Regions from separate parts of the Muntiacus reevesi genome. Here region 1 is linked to region 2. The links are chromatin contacts, called in public Hi-C maps. All regions are on one chromosome and are shown on one strand. Each heading gives the region's core, a stretch centred on a gene start, on an enhancer-like site or on the middle of the called end of the contact. The rest is flanking DNA. Distances are from core to core; before and after follow the strand shown.

What was found. Hi-C and Micro-C count contacts between places; a contact is called where the count stands out from the background.
Region 1: a contact with region 2 is called in a Hi-C map of blood, with 10 times the contacts expected there. The contact joins the promoter of PTPRF here to the promoter of ARTN in region 2. A contact is called at or near these places in 2 of 3 Hi-C or Micro-C datasets (blood and muscle).

What each region holds. Positions count from the first base shown.
Region 1 is chr1:161,206,435-161,214,177 of mMunRee1.1, forward strand. PTPRF (protein tyrosine phosphatase receptor type F) reads right to left here and starts at 4,047. Exons shown (of 32, transcript XM_065914780.1): 1 at 3,866-4,047.
Region 2 is chr1:160,839,703-160,846,774 of mMunRee1.1, forward strand. It overlaps ARTN (artemin), which reads right to left and starts at 4,111. Exons shown (of 4, transcript XM_065929563.1): 1 at 3,754-4,111; 2 at 2,311-2,372; 3 at 1,884-2,031; 4 at 1,223-1,807. The coding sequence starts at 2,370. The coding sequence ends at 1,320. ST3GAL3 (ST3 beta-galactoside alpha-2,3-sialyltransferase 3) reads right to left here. Exons shown (of 11, transcript XM_065914629.1): 11 at 6,776-7,072.

The DNA of each region.
Region 1 (7,743 bases), core at 2,797-5,296, 370 kb after region 2:
TTCACCAGTGAGGCTGTCCCTTGGGCACAGCTCTAACACGCTCTCATCCTTCCTCAGACCTCTCTCCGGAGCTCCAGATTCTCACACACATCTCCCTCCTAAAAGACCCCCTCATCCCACCCTCAAATACTCCAAGCATCTCCAAGGCCAAAAGGTTGAACCATGAGCTTATTATCTGCCTCTCCCCAAATCCACCTCTCATGCCCAAGTCCCTGGCTCAGTGAAAGCCCTATTCAGTCACTCCCAGGAACCTAGACCCCTTCCTCTCCCTCACTCCCACGTCCAATAAATCATCCTGTCCTAATAAATGTGTGCCTTGTAAATGGCTCCATGCTACCAAACCACCATTTTCTCTCATCTGACTTACCTTCACCCTTCTCATTGGGTATCCTATTTCCATTTACTTCCCGCAGCCATAGAATCCTCTTCTGGAAACATGAATCTGATCACAGCACATTCCACACACCCCACCCTCTCATTCAAGCTTTAATTATTTGGTGTTTCCCTTTTTGTGTTCTCAGAGTAAAGTCATAGTTATTTAACAGGGCATTAGATTTGCTCTATCTCTGAACACACCACAAGTGATAAGACTTCTGGGTGTCTAGACATACTTTTTTTTTTCCTGCTTGGAGTGCCTTTTCTTCCATTGGAAAACTCCTATTCATCCCTCAAAACCCAATTCAGATAGCTCATTTTCTTGGTCTTCTTTGGGACTCATCTCATCTTGATCTCTGAACTTGTGGTGAACTCCTCCAATCTTCTAACCTCAGTTCAGAATGGCGGCTGCTTCAGGTGATGCTGATGCTGGGCTTAACCTCAGTAGTTCCTAAGGGGTGGGCTGCCTCTTCTACACAGCAGTTAGTCCCATAGGAAGCATGGCAGCCCAGCCGAAAGTGCCTAGCCTAGAGTCTGGCGCACAGTCGGCAATCAATAAGAGGTTGCTGAGTTGCTCTGCATTCTCATGATGCAGTCTGTTCCCCCAGGGACCATGAGCTTCTCAAGGGCAGGGCCCTGGCTGCCAGCGTGGTCCAAGCACACAGCAGTGTCAGTCACACGGGAAGCAATCACCACTGCTGCTGACACACTGCCACACAGGGGATTCCCACGACAGCCTTAGCACCCAGCGAGGGCTGGACGACTCTTCCATTTTATAGGGGGTGAAACTGAGACTCAGGGAGAACAGGATCTCCCCAAGGTCTCAAACTGCAAAGTGGAGGGGCTGTAGTGTATGTCACAGCCTCTGTAGGAAGGGGTCCGGGTCCTATCTCCTGCTGACTGTACTGGACTTTCACAGTCAGGACTGATGAGAACAAGAGTGGAGCGAGCACAGAGAGCAAAGGCCAGCATTTTGCTGCACAGAAATACAATTCCCAAGTAAGGTAGCCAGGCTGCTCTTACTGTAACGCTGCCCCCCTCCCCGAAACCCCCTCCCCAACTGCTTCACCAGCACCCAAACCTAGCCTCCTCTCCCAGAAGCCAGGACACCATACACACGCTCACTACGTGCACAAGGCTGACCAGAGGGGAGGCCAGGAGCTACAGGAGGAAGGAGAGAGGAAGATGAAATGTGAAATATGAAAACTATTTCCTTTTTCAAGGGAAAAAAGAGGGAAGAGGAAAAGCAAACAGAACTAGAGATGTTTCCAACGACAAGGGGAAACTGAGCAGGCAAAAATGTACGAGAAAAAGTGTACACAGGATGCACGAGGCTGCACATGTACACACACCCTTCCTAGACCGTGCACAGGGGCGGGTGCAGTGAGCGTGTAAGCAAGCACTCAGGCTGGGACATGGGCGTGCAAACACAGCAGATTTTGGAGCTCTGGCTGCTGCGCAGGCCCAAGTGTGCAAATGAGAGGGCACTGGGGAGACAAGTGGATATGGAGTGCAGGTGGGGGTGGGAGGGTGAGCTGAGTGTGGAAATAGGGGAGTGTGAGTGTGTGGTCTGGGCTGGGGCTGTGGATGTGGGGGTACTTGGGGAGGCTCACCTGCGCCTTCCTGAAGCCCTAGGCTCATTCATACCATCAGTTAAAAACTGGGATTTTCTTGCTCCCTGAAGCAAGAGTTAATAAGGAACCAAGCATAGAATTTCCTGAGATTTTTCTGACAGAACCTTGCTCTGGATCCCACTGGATGCCTGATGCCTCTCAAAGGATCCCTCAGCAGATCTCCTGCCTTCTCGGGGGATCCTTCACCATTGAGGATCCCCCTGGAAGCACCAGCCCTGGATCCTTTTCCAGGCCTCCCACCCCAATGCACTTCTCTGGTCAGATCCCGCACCAGGTCACTCTGGGAGCCCAAAGGGAGTCTTCATCACCAACACTTCCGCAGTCCAGACTCCCGGGCCTGCTCCCCGGGGGGGCCCCCAGGGGAATCCAGAGGACCCTCCCCCCTACTCCTGCCAGCAGCCTCCTTTCCATTTCACAGCTCAGACAGGTACCCGGCACCCACCCATCAACCTGTTCCAACTCGGGGGCCCTGCACTGGGGGGTGGGGGGTGTTGAAAAGAGGAGAAAAACTAGCCCCTCCCCCACCCTGGGGTGGACGAACCAGAGGGGCAGCATTCCAGAGGAAAGAGGAGGAGGTCTGGGTCTCTGCAAAGGGGCGGCAGAGATTCCAGTCCGTGGGAGACAGAGACAGCAAGAGACAGGCAAGAGACTCGACAAGAGACCCGGGAAGCGAGATCCAGAGATGGGGGAGGGAGCACAGAGAGACCTGGGAAGAGAGAGCAGAAAGCCGGGAAGAGCACAGAGAGACCCAGGGAAAGAACGCAGAGACCCAAGAGAAGGAACACGGAGACCCGGCAAAGAGCACAGAGAGCCGGGGGAAAGAACACAGAGACCCAGCGAGAGAGAACAGGGAGACCCCGGGGGGAGTCGCAGACAGCAGAGAGACCCCGGGATTGCTTGGGGGGTGGAGTGGGTTGAAAGTGGGAGGCCGCGACACGGGGAGACAGAGATACAGAGGCTTTGAAGGGCGTAGAGAGACGGAAACACGGAGGGAAAAGGAGAAATAAGCCGAGACAGGATCGCGGGCATAGCGATGAGGACCGGGGCACACCAACACGGGACGGGACGGGACGCCGGGCGGCAACTGAGTGAACTTTCCGGAGCGGGTCCGAGTGGACACGTCCTCACGGGACAGGTCGCCCCAGGGCCTTCGGGTCACTGCACCCGGGAGGGGCGGGTACAGCCCGGCCCAGCTCCTCCCCAGCCCGCGCCGGCGACCTGGGCGTGGGGGGGTTGGGAGTGGGGGTTTCCAAACTCGCGCCTCGCGCACCCCGGGACGGCACGTGCGCCCGGGCCGCGAGCAAGACGGGGGCGCGGCGGCTGCGGATCCCCCGCCGGCGGGGAGGGGGCGCCTGTGCGGCGGGGGCGGGGGCGCGGCCTGGACCCGCCTGGAGCTGGGGAGGCGGTGGGAGGCTGAGGGCCGCCCCCGGAGCGTGTCCGCGCCGGTGGTGGGGGCAGACGAGGCGGGACCCAGGAGGGGGAGCCCCGACGCAAAAGGGAAACTTTGCGCTGGGGGGGTGGGGGGCGCCGCGGGCTGCGGCTCAGGTGCGGCGGGAGGGAGGGGGCGAGGCGGAGAAAGGGGAAGACGGCGAGGGGCGGCAGGGAGCTAGCCAGCCGGCGGCGGGGTTGGGGGGGGGCGTCTGCCGCGGGGTAGCGCGGGGAGGAGCCGCCGGGCTTGGTGGGGGCGCTAAGCCGAGGCGGCGGGCGCGGCAGGTGGGGGCGCGGCCCGGCCTAAGCGGCGCCCCCAGCCCCCCGGGACCGCCCCCAGCTCAGCTCGGCGAACGCGGGGAGAGGGCGGGGGAGTGGGAAAGGGACCGATGCGGAGGGAACTGGAAGGGGGCCCGGGGGTCACTCACCGCCTATCCAGGGGCCGTCGGTCCGCATGTCCCCCCCAAGCCGCTGGGGCCGCTGCTCCCGCTCCTCTTCTGCCGCCGCCGCCGCCACCGGATCCCACTCCCGCCACCGCCACCCGAGCTGGAGCCGGAGCCGGAGCTGGAGCCGCCGCCTCTGCCGCCGCCTCTGCCGCCGCCGCCACCGATTCCGCCGCTCCCGCGCCAGCTCCAGCCGCGTGCCCGCGCCCACGCCCGCGCCCCTGCCCCTGCCGTGCGCGTCCCCGGCGCCGCCCCTCCCCTCGTGCACTCTCGCTCGTAGAGCTGCTGAGCCGCGTAGGCCCGAGACCGCAACCCAGACCCGCGTCTAAACCCGCCCGGACCCCAATACAGAACCGGAACCCCAATAATGAGCACGGGCAGACCCAAACTTCCATACGAAGTCCGGATCCTATTAGAGGCTCCCAATCCAAATGTGAACCTGATACTACTCTAGGACCCCATTTTTTTCCTCCGTAGAGATCTGAACCTGCTATTGAGTCCAGACCCACCCCCAACTCAATAGTAAGTCCAAACCCCTAAATCTGCCATGAAATTGGCTCGAGTAGTAGTTTTAATCTGAACCCCTATATTAACCTGAAATACCAATTCTTAGGCTAAAACCGCTTTATCACCTCTACTTGATCGTGACCCCAGCATCAACCCTGGTCCTTAAATGGACCCCAGTACCAATGCTGAGCCCCAATCCCTGTGTGAACCTTAAAGTCCAATAGCTACCTTGCTACGGTAGCTACTCAGCACTTTTTTGTGAACCCCAAGCCTTTTCATAAAATTAATACTGCAGTCCTAGCCCCAGGTCAATACCAACACACCTTGTGAACTAGGATTGAGTCCCTAGAAAAGGACCCTAATACAAATACTGACCTCAGACCTCATCCATTTGAGGGGCCATCTAAGACCCTAACTTGACTCACCTCTAGTGGTAATCTTGGAACCTAAGATTTATGAGACTGGCTTTGTAGAAGCTCCACACAAATCCACTGCAGCCCCATACTCACTCTACTCCTCTGACCCAAAGTCAACCCACACCTGAGGCTGGCCAACCCCAAAATCAACAATGCCAACTGTGGACCTGAGTCAGGTCCTGAATTGGCCCTTAGTTCAGCACTTGATGGTGTCCTCCAAGCCTGATATAAACCTCAGTATTGAATTTCTGACTCCTCATATCAAACTTAAATGCTGACCCTATAAATCTCTGGCTAAACCAATAACTTACCAGAAGATTTACTACAGGTCCTAACTCATAGGAACTTGGTGAGCTCCAAACCAAGAGCCACACCTTGGCACCAAAGTCTCTGATCTCAGACCTACCTACCAGGCAGTCCATGTCACATCAGCCCTCTCCTGCCTACCCACCTCATAAAAGATGGGGAGCCTACCCCGACTGCCTAGGTCAGATGAGGACCCCTATGGGGTCTCTGATCTGTGGGGTCTCTGTGATATCTCTATGAGTCTGGGGGTCAGGTAAGAAATAAAATCTGGAGATTGTTGAAGCACCTGGATTCCTGGAGCACAGTGTAATGTGCAGGGCAGAGGTAGAGGTGGGGGGTCTGGGGCTATGAGCTGAGTGGAGTTCTGGTTACCACCTAATTCACTGCCTGCTTTTGCCCTGGACTTGAATTTAGAAGCGGTGTGTGTGCGCCCCCTCGTGTGTGAGAAGGGGATGGGAGTGAATCTGGGCAAACAATCAGATTCGGATTCCAGATGACAAACGGATCAAAAATGAACATTCCTAGTCTGTGGTTTTTTATCCACTGATAATTTTGGTGTCCTGTGGAGGAGGCATTGCAAGTTTTGTGCATCTTTAGACAGTTTGGCCTGTTTTTCAGAAGCGGAGTGAGTTTAGGCTTCGGGGGAGGGTTTCTTCTAAATTTAAAAAAGTATACTTTCTGGCCAGTGATGCCTGCTCCTTGCTGACTCATGAAAACAGTTCTTCTTGGCTTCACTGGCCTACACTCCTTCCCTGTTTGCCATTTCTCAGTCTCTTTTTTACCATCTCCTATTCCTCCCAGGGTCTGTCTACACTGTCCCTTCTTGCTCTCTGCCCATGGTCCGTCTCCACCACCACCAACCTAATGCTGATGACTTCCCAATCTCTCTCCCTGGTGTGGGTCTCCTGGGCAAGAATACTGGAGTGGGTTGCCATTCCCTTCTCTAGGGGATCTTTCCAACCCGGGAATTGAAGCCAGATCTCCTGCATTGCAGGCAGATTCTTTATTGTCTGAGCCACCAAGGAAGTCCTGTTCTAAGCGCGGGACCCATATTTCCAAGAGTCTTCTCTAGACCACTCCCCGGTTGTTGGACAGGTAAACTGAATTCACTGTCTCTTCCACCCCAGATCTGCTGGAAGTCCCATCTCAGGCAGCACCTCATTCAATCAGTCACTGGACCAGAAACAGGGTGTCTTCCCTCCTGCACCTTCATCTAACGCAAACTATAAAATCTGAAATATAGAAAGGAGCTAGAGATCATCCCAAGGGAGGTGAGCGGGAGTGAGGGATGGAGAGAGAATAAATGGGGAGGGGAGGAGATGGGAAAGAGACAGAGATAGAGAGCTTTTGACTTTTGGGCTTCAGTTCACACAAAAATCTCTCACACATAGTCATAAAAAACACCTCTTAAGACTTACTCTGTGGGACTTCACAGTAGTTTAGTGGCTAGGACCTTGAACTCCTTTTACAGGGGACCTAGGTTCGAGCCCTGGAAACCTAGGGCTCTAGGTTCCTCTAGTCTGGGAACTAGATCCCACATGCCACAACTGAAGATCCCATGGGCCTAAACTAAAAAGATCCTGCATGCCGCAACTGAGACTCAGCACAGCCAAATAAATAAATGAAATATTTTTAAAAAGATCTCAGTCAGTGACAGTGGCTTCTCACACTCTCTCTCTCTATATATATATATATGAAGACTCTATGTTGAGTGGGGCCCTGATACACAAAAAGCTGCTCAGTATATATTTGTTAAAGGAATGAAAAGATAGATTTTCTCCTTCTGTGCTCAGGGACCGTCAGACATAAGTGACCAGGTAAGGAAGGCTCCTTGACCAAGTCTCAGACCTCTTCCACACTTGGGGCTTCTGTTGGCCTTGTCTGGCCTGGCCTGAGAAGGGCTTGTGGTGTTTGCTGACCTGTTGCCTGCAGCCTGGGCCTCAGTGGGTCTGCAGCTCTGATAGCCCAGTTCCCTCAGCTCAGCACTGCCTGGTCTGTGAACCCAATACTTGGAAAGCCCTGTTGGCCAAGGGCCTTACTCTCCTGTGGCTGAAGTCGGCAGCTCCACTCAATGCTACACCAACCAGGCTCTTGCTTCAGCCCCTCCGGGACACAGGGTCCTCAGAACCTCAAACCATTGGTCTCCAGCCCCCTGCTCGCCCATCTTTCAGAACCATACGTGGTTCAGGTGTTTGCCGAGGTGGGCCATGAGACTCGCTGCAAGCAGCCGGCCCAGACCTCAGCGTGCCCAGCGCCTGGGACTAGACACAAGGCCGAGGTAAAAGAACCAGAGGCCTGGGCCCTGGGGGCACGTAGAGAGCCTCAGGTGGCTGGGCCTGTGCGTGCATGAGCACTGTGGAAGGAGAGGAGCCAAGACTCAGTCCAGACTGCCAGACTCTGAGCTCGGGGTCCATGTGGACTTGACCTGCTGCCCTGCTCCTGGGCCTGGCGGGGAGGGACGTCCTTGTGCTCATCTGTGAAGGCCGAGTGCTACCACGTGCTAGGTCTGTGTCTGCCGGGCTCCAGCCCCAGGGGGGCAGGGTGAGGGGAGAGCCAGATGTCAGCTCCCACTCACTGTTCACCCTTTGTCCAGGTCCTGGGCCCACTGGATGTTCTGCTCCAACTCATGACGTA
Region 2 (7,072 bases), core at 2,861-5,360:
TTGGCAACAGTGTGGAGGGCCAGGGTCAGCATTTAACCTCTCCTCCTTTCTTTCCAGATGAGGGTGTGTACCTCTCAGCCTCTGGTCCTTTTTCATACTGTTTGCCAAGTTGAATTTCAGTAATTATTTATGTAAATTATTTATTGTTTGTCTCTCCTGGTTTAAGCTTAATAGCAGAGATCATGGGGTCACTTCTGTAGCCCTGCTGTCTGCAAAGCTTCTGACATAAAATAGGTACTTCATAAATATTTGTTGAATGAATGAATGAATATCCTTCTTCATTACCCAAGATGCGGGTCCTTCTAGATACCTTCAGTCTTTTCCTGCTTTCTTATCTCCATGATGTTCTGTGCTTCATCCCCCCCAAACCAGCCTCCCACTGCACCCTCTTTCCCACCCTCAGCCTTTCCAGCTGCTCTCTTGACGCGGGCTGCTTCACAGAATGTGGGTAGTGAGCTCCCTGTGCTGGGCTATCTGCAAGCACAGGCAGTATATGTGCCTGTCAGGGTGTCCTGAAGGGTAGGACTCTGATCAGTGACAGTGGGGTGGTGCAATCTTTACCATCAAGCAAGCCCCCAGCATGCCTGAGGTCTCAAGGCAATGGCTTTCTCCACCAGTAACCCCAGGTTCCAACTGCTGGGGGCTGTGCAGGGGGTTGTGAATTGGCCTGCTGGGACTAGCGAACACATCTTTGCCACCTCCTCTGTCTGTGTTCCATGCCCCTCAGGTTCCAGAGCTGCTGGGTGAGGGCAAGCAGCCCCAGGCCAGGCTTATGATTGCTGAGTGAGCCTGAAGTTGTGAGCAGGATGGTCAAGGCGGGATCTCCATCCAACTGCTTCTATCCACCCCCATCCAGCCACCATAGCCCAAGAAAGGATCTGACAAACCACAGAAGTAAATAAATAACTTAGAAGTAATAAATAGGGGTCCAGCTCCCGTCAGAGAGTCTAAGGCCCGCTCCAGCACAGGCACTTCAGCAACGAATTACATATCTCCAAATCTGTCCCCCCAGGCCCAGGCTGAGGTTGAGACCGCACACTGCTGGGTTCTCTAGAGGAGTCCTGGGTTCCTGGCCGGGGCAGTGACAGTCTGTGAGCAGCGGGTCCTCGGCTCTCCACAGCTGAGGTCTCTGGTGTCTGCCGGGTTGAGGCTGGCGGGGTGAGACCCCTGGAGCCGCCGGTCAGTCGTGCCTCCCTCTCCGCAGGGCTGATGTCCATCACTCACACGGCCGAAGCCTCCATCTCCGGCCGAGCCCCCAGTGGTCCCAGGCAGTTAGATCCACGGGTCAGGGTCTGTCCGCATGCCCTCGGAGCGAGCCCTCAGCCCAGACAGCCGCAGGCAGTGGCCGAGAGGCGGTCCACGGTCCTCCAGGTGCTGTTGACGTCCATAAACGAGACGGCCTCGTAGCTCGTGGGTCGGCAGCAGGGCTGGCTGACGGGCCGCGAACCCGGGGGCGGCCGCAGGGCCCCGGCGTGCAGCAAGTTGGCCAGGCTGAGGTCGTGCGGGGAGCGGGCGCGGCGGCAGGAGCCGCTGCAGAAGCGGAACCGCACCAGCTCGTCGGAGCGGTGGCCCAGGCCGAGCGCGCGCACCGGCACCAGCTGCGAGCGCAGGCGACAGCCCCGCGCCCCCGCGGCCCGCGCGCGGCTTCCCCGGCTCGCTCGGCCGCCCCGGGCCCCCGCCCGCGCCGCGCGGGCCCCGCGAGGGGGTGCGGGCGAGGGCGAGGGCGCTGGCGGCGGGGGCGCGGGCCGGGGCGGCGGGGGCGCCGGGCGCCGGGCTCTTCCGCCGCATAGACGGGCCGCGCGGCCCCCTAGAACGAGACGCAGTTACGCTCGGGTCCCCAGCCCGCCCGCCACGCGCCCTCGCCCTCTCGCCCTCTCACCTACCCGGCAGGGGGCCCGCGGGGGACGGCGGGGCGGGCGTGGGGCCTTCGCGGGGGACCGGGCTGCGGGGCGCGGGGCCCAGGGAGGCCTCACCCTCGGCGACGCTGCTCAGCAGGGCCAGAGCGGCCAGGGTGGGCCACAGGGCAGGCTGCTGGAAGAGACGATGGGGAGCCTCAGGGGGGAAGAGGACAGCCTGGTAGGGTCTGGAAGGGGCTGGGGCCCGACAGAAGGGTTGGAGGATAGTGGGCCAGCAGCCCAGGCAGCCTGGAGAAGGCATCCCTGGAGGGCACTGACCTTGCTCCTTCCCCCGGCCCTCCCTGACCATTTCCCCACCCACTTCTGGTACCTGCCCCCCGGAGCCATGCTCTCCCTCCCAGGTCAAGCCACCTTTCCTCAATACCCGGTAGAAGTCTGTGGGAGAACCGCTCACCTGCCTCCTAGGCCCGGCCCGGAGGGGCAGCACAGAAGGGCCTCCACGTCCAGGCGCCATCTCTGTCAACACCAGGAGCTCCCATCAGTTGTAGCCGACCTGTTCCCCCACCCTCCTCTTGAGGCAGCTTGGAACATGGAGAGATGAGTTATCCTCAGAGCAGGTCATCCCTCCACTTCAGCTTCTCCAGGTGAGGGACAAGGGGCCTGGGCAGCTGGGCTCAACCCAAAAGAAGTGGCTGCATCGAAAACCTAGCTATGTGGTGGCGCTCTGCACCTGTTTCCTTTCAGACTTCATAACTCCATGAGGTAAATGGTATATATCATCCCCATTTTCCAGACCAGGAAACAAGGCTCAGAGAGAAGCTCAGCAGTTACCTAAAGTCACAAGGGTAGACCCACAAGCTGTGCGGGGAAGGGAACTTCCTGCCCTGTGCTGCAGGGCTGGAAAAGAGAGCAGCTGGGCACCCTGACCTCACAGAGAGCCTTCTCTCCATACTGCAGGGTAGCAAGTTGTGGCCTGGAGAAGAATGAAGGTGCTTGTGGGTTGCCCTGAGTTATTGGATGACAGTGAGGTCCAGGCTTCAGCCTGTGCTGCCCACCCGAGTGTTGCTGCACCTGGCTCCTCTGTGGTCTCTGTCTGGATGCAGAGCTGCCTGACCACAGATGTCTTCTCTTCTGACCACAGACAGCCTTCAAGAGCCAGCAGGTGGTAGAGGCTGAGGAGCTCTCTAGGAACAGGGGGTCTGGGCCATGGCTTTCTATGACCACCAGGGGGCAGCATCTGTCAAGTCTGTGGACTCAAAGTAGGGTGGGCTTTCCCCCTACCCTCAGCCCGACTCAGGCCCCAGCAACTCCCAGGAGTTGCTTCCTACACCAGCCTGGTCCCTGAGAGCTGAGCCACCCTGAGAGCTGGTCCAGGTCTGTCCGCCTGCAAGCTCCCTCTGGATCTGGCAGCCTGGACCTGCTCCTAGAAGTTTCCCCCATGAACCATCCTTCCTGAGCTCAGTCGGCCTTTCAGAGTCCCACCAATTTTTATGAGCCCGCACTGCCTGGCACTCCCAAACACCTCTCTGGAGCCCTGGAGCCTTCATGAGCCCTCACTAGCCGGCCTGCTCTTGGGTCCCAGCTGTCACCTCTAGCCTCACCCCCGGCGCACAGAATGTCGCTGTACCTGTGGGCCAGGTACAGGGCCTGGTGAGGCCCTCCAGTGCCAGATGTGCTCGCCTAGCAGAATTTGGGCCTGAGGAGTCAGGGTAGTGACTTGTTCTCACTGATGGAAGGTAAGCCTAGCAAGGTAGGGTTAAAGGCCCCTGCACTAGGGGGAGCCCAGGAGCAGGTCTCTTGTGGGCAGCTCAGGCCCTCCGGCCCCCTCCCGGCCATCTGGGGCCACCTGGTCCTCCAGCCCTTGCCTGGCCGCCCCATCTAGCAGCCCGATACTCACCCCGGGGGTTCTGTGTTCTGTTCTTCTAGACACCTTTCCTGGAACCAGAGCTGGGCTTTCCCCCGCAGCCCAGAAGGTTCATGCCCAGGGCTGTGCAGCTGGCAGCGCCTCTCTTAGCCAAAAGCGAGGTCTTGGCAGCCAGTCTGAGCCCTGTAGCGGCGGCAGGAGCCTCACATTACGGCAGCGGGCCGGCAGGGCTAGGCAGGGCTAGCACAGTCCGACAAGCAACTAGAGGGACTGAGGGGGGCTGGGAGGGGCGGGGAGCTGCACAGCGGGCCCAGGAGAGGGAGAATGTGAGAAAGGAGTGGAAGGGGACAACCCTGGCCGCTCCCCCCTAGCCCCTGGGCTGGGACGAGGGGTGGGCAAACAGGTCGGCTTACCGCGAGTGCAGGGCTCTGGGTCCGGGACACAGCAAGGGCTGGGACCCGAGGGACCTGCTGCTGGCGGAGCCCGTGGGCCGTGTCTGGGGGCCGAGCCCAACTCCATCCCTCAGCAGCCTCTTGCCCGCCGCCGTCCGGTGTCAAATTCCAGCCCTGGCGTCACCGGATCCTGGGGTGGGGCCCGAGCACTCCCCCACCCCGCCCTACCTTTCAGGGCTCACCTGGCCGCTCCACCCTCTGGAATCCGGTCCCCCTCGCTCCACTAAGGTCCCCCGAGGTAGGGGGGAGGAGAAACTGGGGAGGGCCCCCATGTCGGTGCAGAGGCGCAGACACTGGGTGTTCAGAGTTTGGAGACACTTGGAGTAGGGAGTTGGGAGGCCGGGCAGAGGGCGGGAGAGGGAGGGGATGGGCCGGTCCCTGCCTTGGGCCACTGGCGTTTGGGTTCCTGTCGTCCTGGCTGGCCGCTCTGTGCTAGCTGCTCTCTGATCCACCACTAGTTTCTTCTCTCAACAGACTCATCGCACTCAAGTCCGCAAGGCACCGAGCTGGGGTTTTCAAGGTCCGACCCGGCTCTAGAGGCCCCAGCCCCTCTGGCCCCAGCCCCTCTGCTAGACCCAGCGCTTCCCCTCCACTGCCGCCTGGGGCTTGGAGTACAGACACACCTGCAAAGGCCGCTGCTCAGCCTGGCACAGCGAGGGCAGAGTGGTAGGAGTGGGTGCCAGGGCTGAAGAAGAGCAGGGTCCCGGAGGAAGAAGGTTTGCACCGGAGGGTTGAGGTAGGAGCTGGAGGGTTGTATTTAAGATGCTTAATTATGGCAGTTTGACTGGTGGGCTCGAGGTTGGGTGAGTAACATGGGTAGAAATAAAGAAAGGCCAGATGCTGTGTGTCCTCATAGGGAGTCTGGACTTTATTCTGGGGACCGCCGAACTTGTTTCAGGTCAGAGAATGGTGTGATCAAACGTGCATTTCTGTGGCTAACTCTGGCTGCAGTGAGGAGGATGGTTTGGAGGTAGGTCAGGAGGCTTCTGGGGGAGAGAGGAATCTGAAGCTGAATTATGGGGAGAGTGTGGGGCTTTGGGGGCTCTTTGCCAGTTCTCTTTTTGAGAACTCAGTTGGTGTCAGATTGGATGGGGTGGGGCCGTAGGACAGTCTGCCTTTGGTCTGGGTGACCAGGTGGAGGGGATTCATTCTGGCTGGGGCTCCTGGAGCAGAGGCAGGCTGTGGACAGGAGCTCATGAGTTCGGTGTCGGTTGTGCCAAGCTGTGGGGACCTGTGGATTACCATAGTGGAAATGTTCAGGAAGTGACTGAATTTGTAGCCTGGAGAAAGTGAAGAGAGCTGGGCTGGAGATAGCAATTTGGGAACTGTTGACCAACTGACCATTGCAAGCCGTGGGTGGGGATGAAAGTGCTCAAGGGACGCATGTGGACCAGCTGTACTCTGGCTGTGTGTCAGAACCATCTGTGGACCTTTTAAAGCTACCCAAATCTGGGCCCACCCCCAGACCCGAATCAGACTGGGCAAGTGCAGTTTTCCACATCTGCACAGGTGATTCTGGTGTGTGCAGGCGGAGAACCACGACTTTGGGGAGAGCAGTTCACGTGCAGCGCTGGGGACTAGAAGCTTAACTGTCTCCCCAGGCAGCGAGCAGCTCTGCTCACACCAGGCCAGCTGCCCAGTTGTGCGGGGGCTTCTTCCCCAGGGCTGCAGCTTGCTGGCATGCAGCCTATGCCCTGTACAACTGCAGGGGGCGCCATTCACGTAGCACACGGTACGCCCTGGAGTTTGCATCAGAACGGCCTTGTCTCCAGAAGAAGGGAAGGAAGTTTCTGGGTCTCCCTGTCGCTTAGTCAGGGCTTCGCTTTCTCCTCCGCAGAGGAGGTTTCTGTCTGAGGACAAAGTGCCACTGTATAGGGGCATGTGGGAGTCCGGAAGGGGATGGCACTCGGATTGGGATGTCAGGTGAGAGGTGAGGGGCCAGCCAGCCCCACCTGCTGCCACCTGGCAGCTCTGGTAGGAAACTCACACCCAGGCCTGTGGCCTCAGGGGCAGGCATGTGCTGGCCTTTCTCGGGCTGGCCAGCCATGCGAGGGAAGGGACACAGCAGATTTCAGGGCTCTGGGGGGTAAGGTTAGGATGTCCTTTCCACTACTTGCCAGGGGGATCCTGGAGCTGGGCTCTGCCTTCCTGTTCTGTGCAGGAAGAGGGTGCCGAGGGAAGACCGTGCGCTGAGGGGGAGGGTGGGGCTGCCAGGAGTGGGTGAGGTCTGTGGGCTGCTCTGCGTTGGGCACTGGGCAGTGCCACTTTCTGGTGCTTGCAGGAATCTCTGTCCCTGTAGAGCTCCGGCTGTGATGACCCAGCGGCACTGTCCTAAGGCTGTTGTCTTCAGTCCCTTGCCCTCTAGCTCCTTTAGGGGGGCACCAGGGTAGACTCCAGAGCATGCCCTTGGTTTGCTTCTCAGGGCAAAGGGGGTCCAGGGCTGCTGAGGGACAGGGGAGGTTCCAGAAGGCCCCTAGGTGACCACGCAGGTCCTGCAGCTGGGAAAGGTGGAAAGAGGGCTGGAGAGATGGCTCTCGGTTTAGTGTGGCTGCTGAAGTACCTGTTTCTTCCAGAAAAGTCAGAAAAAGCGAGAGGAGACAGGCTCAGGGAAGAGCTTTATTGCTTCCATGATGGCTGCCCAGCAGGGCTGCTGCAGCCGGGTGAAGTCCTGGTGCCTCACTTCCCTCTGGTCCAGGCTAAAGGCAGAACCCGAGGGCCTGGCAGTCTCGTTGCTGAAACCCGGAACAGTTGCCAGGTAGGCTGCTCCAGGCCTGCAGCACTGTCCTGGGGGTCGGTTGCAGCTGGGGTGGGGGTGGGGGCCGTTCCCATCAGGCTGGGCCAGGCCATGCCTCCAGAACGTTGAAGTTCTCTCCGCTCAAGTCCAGGGGCGTCTTGTTGCC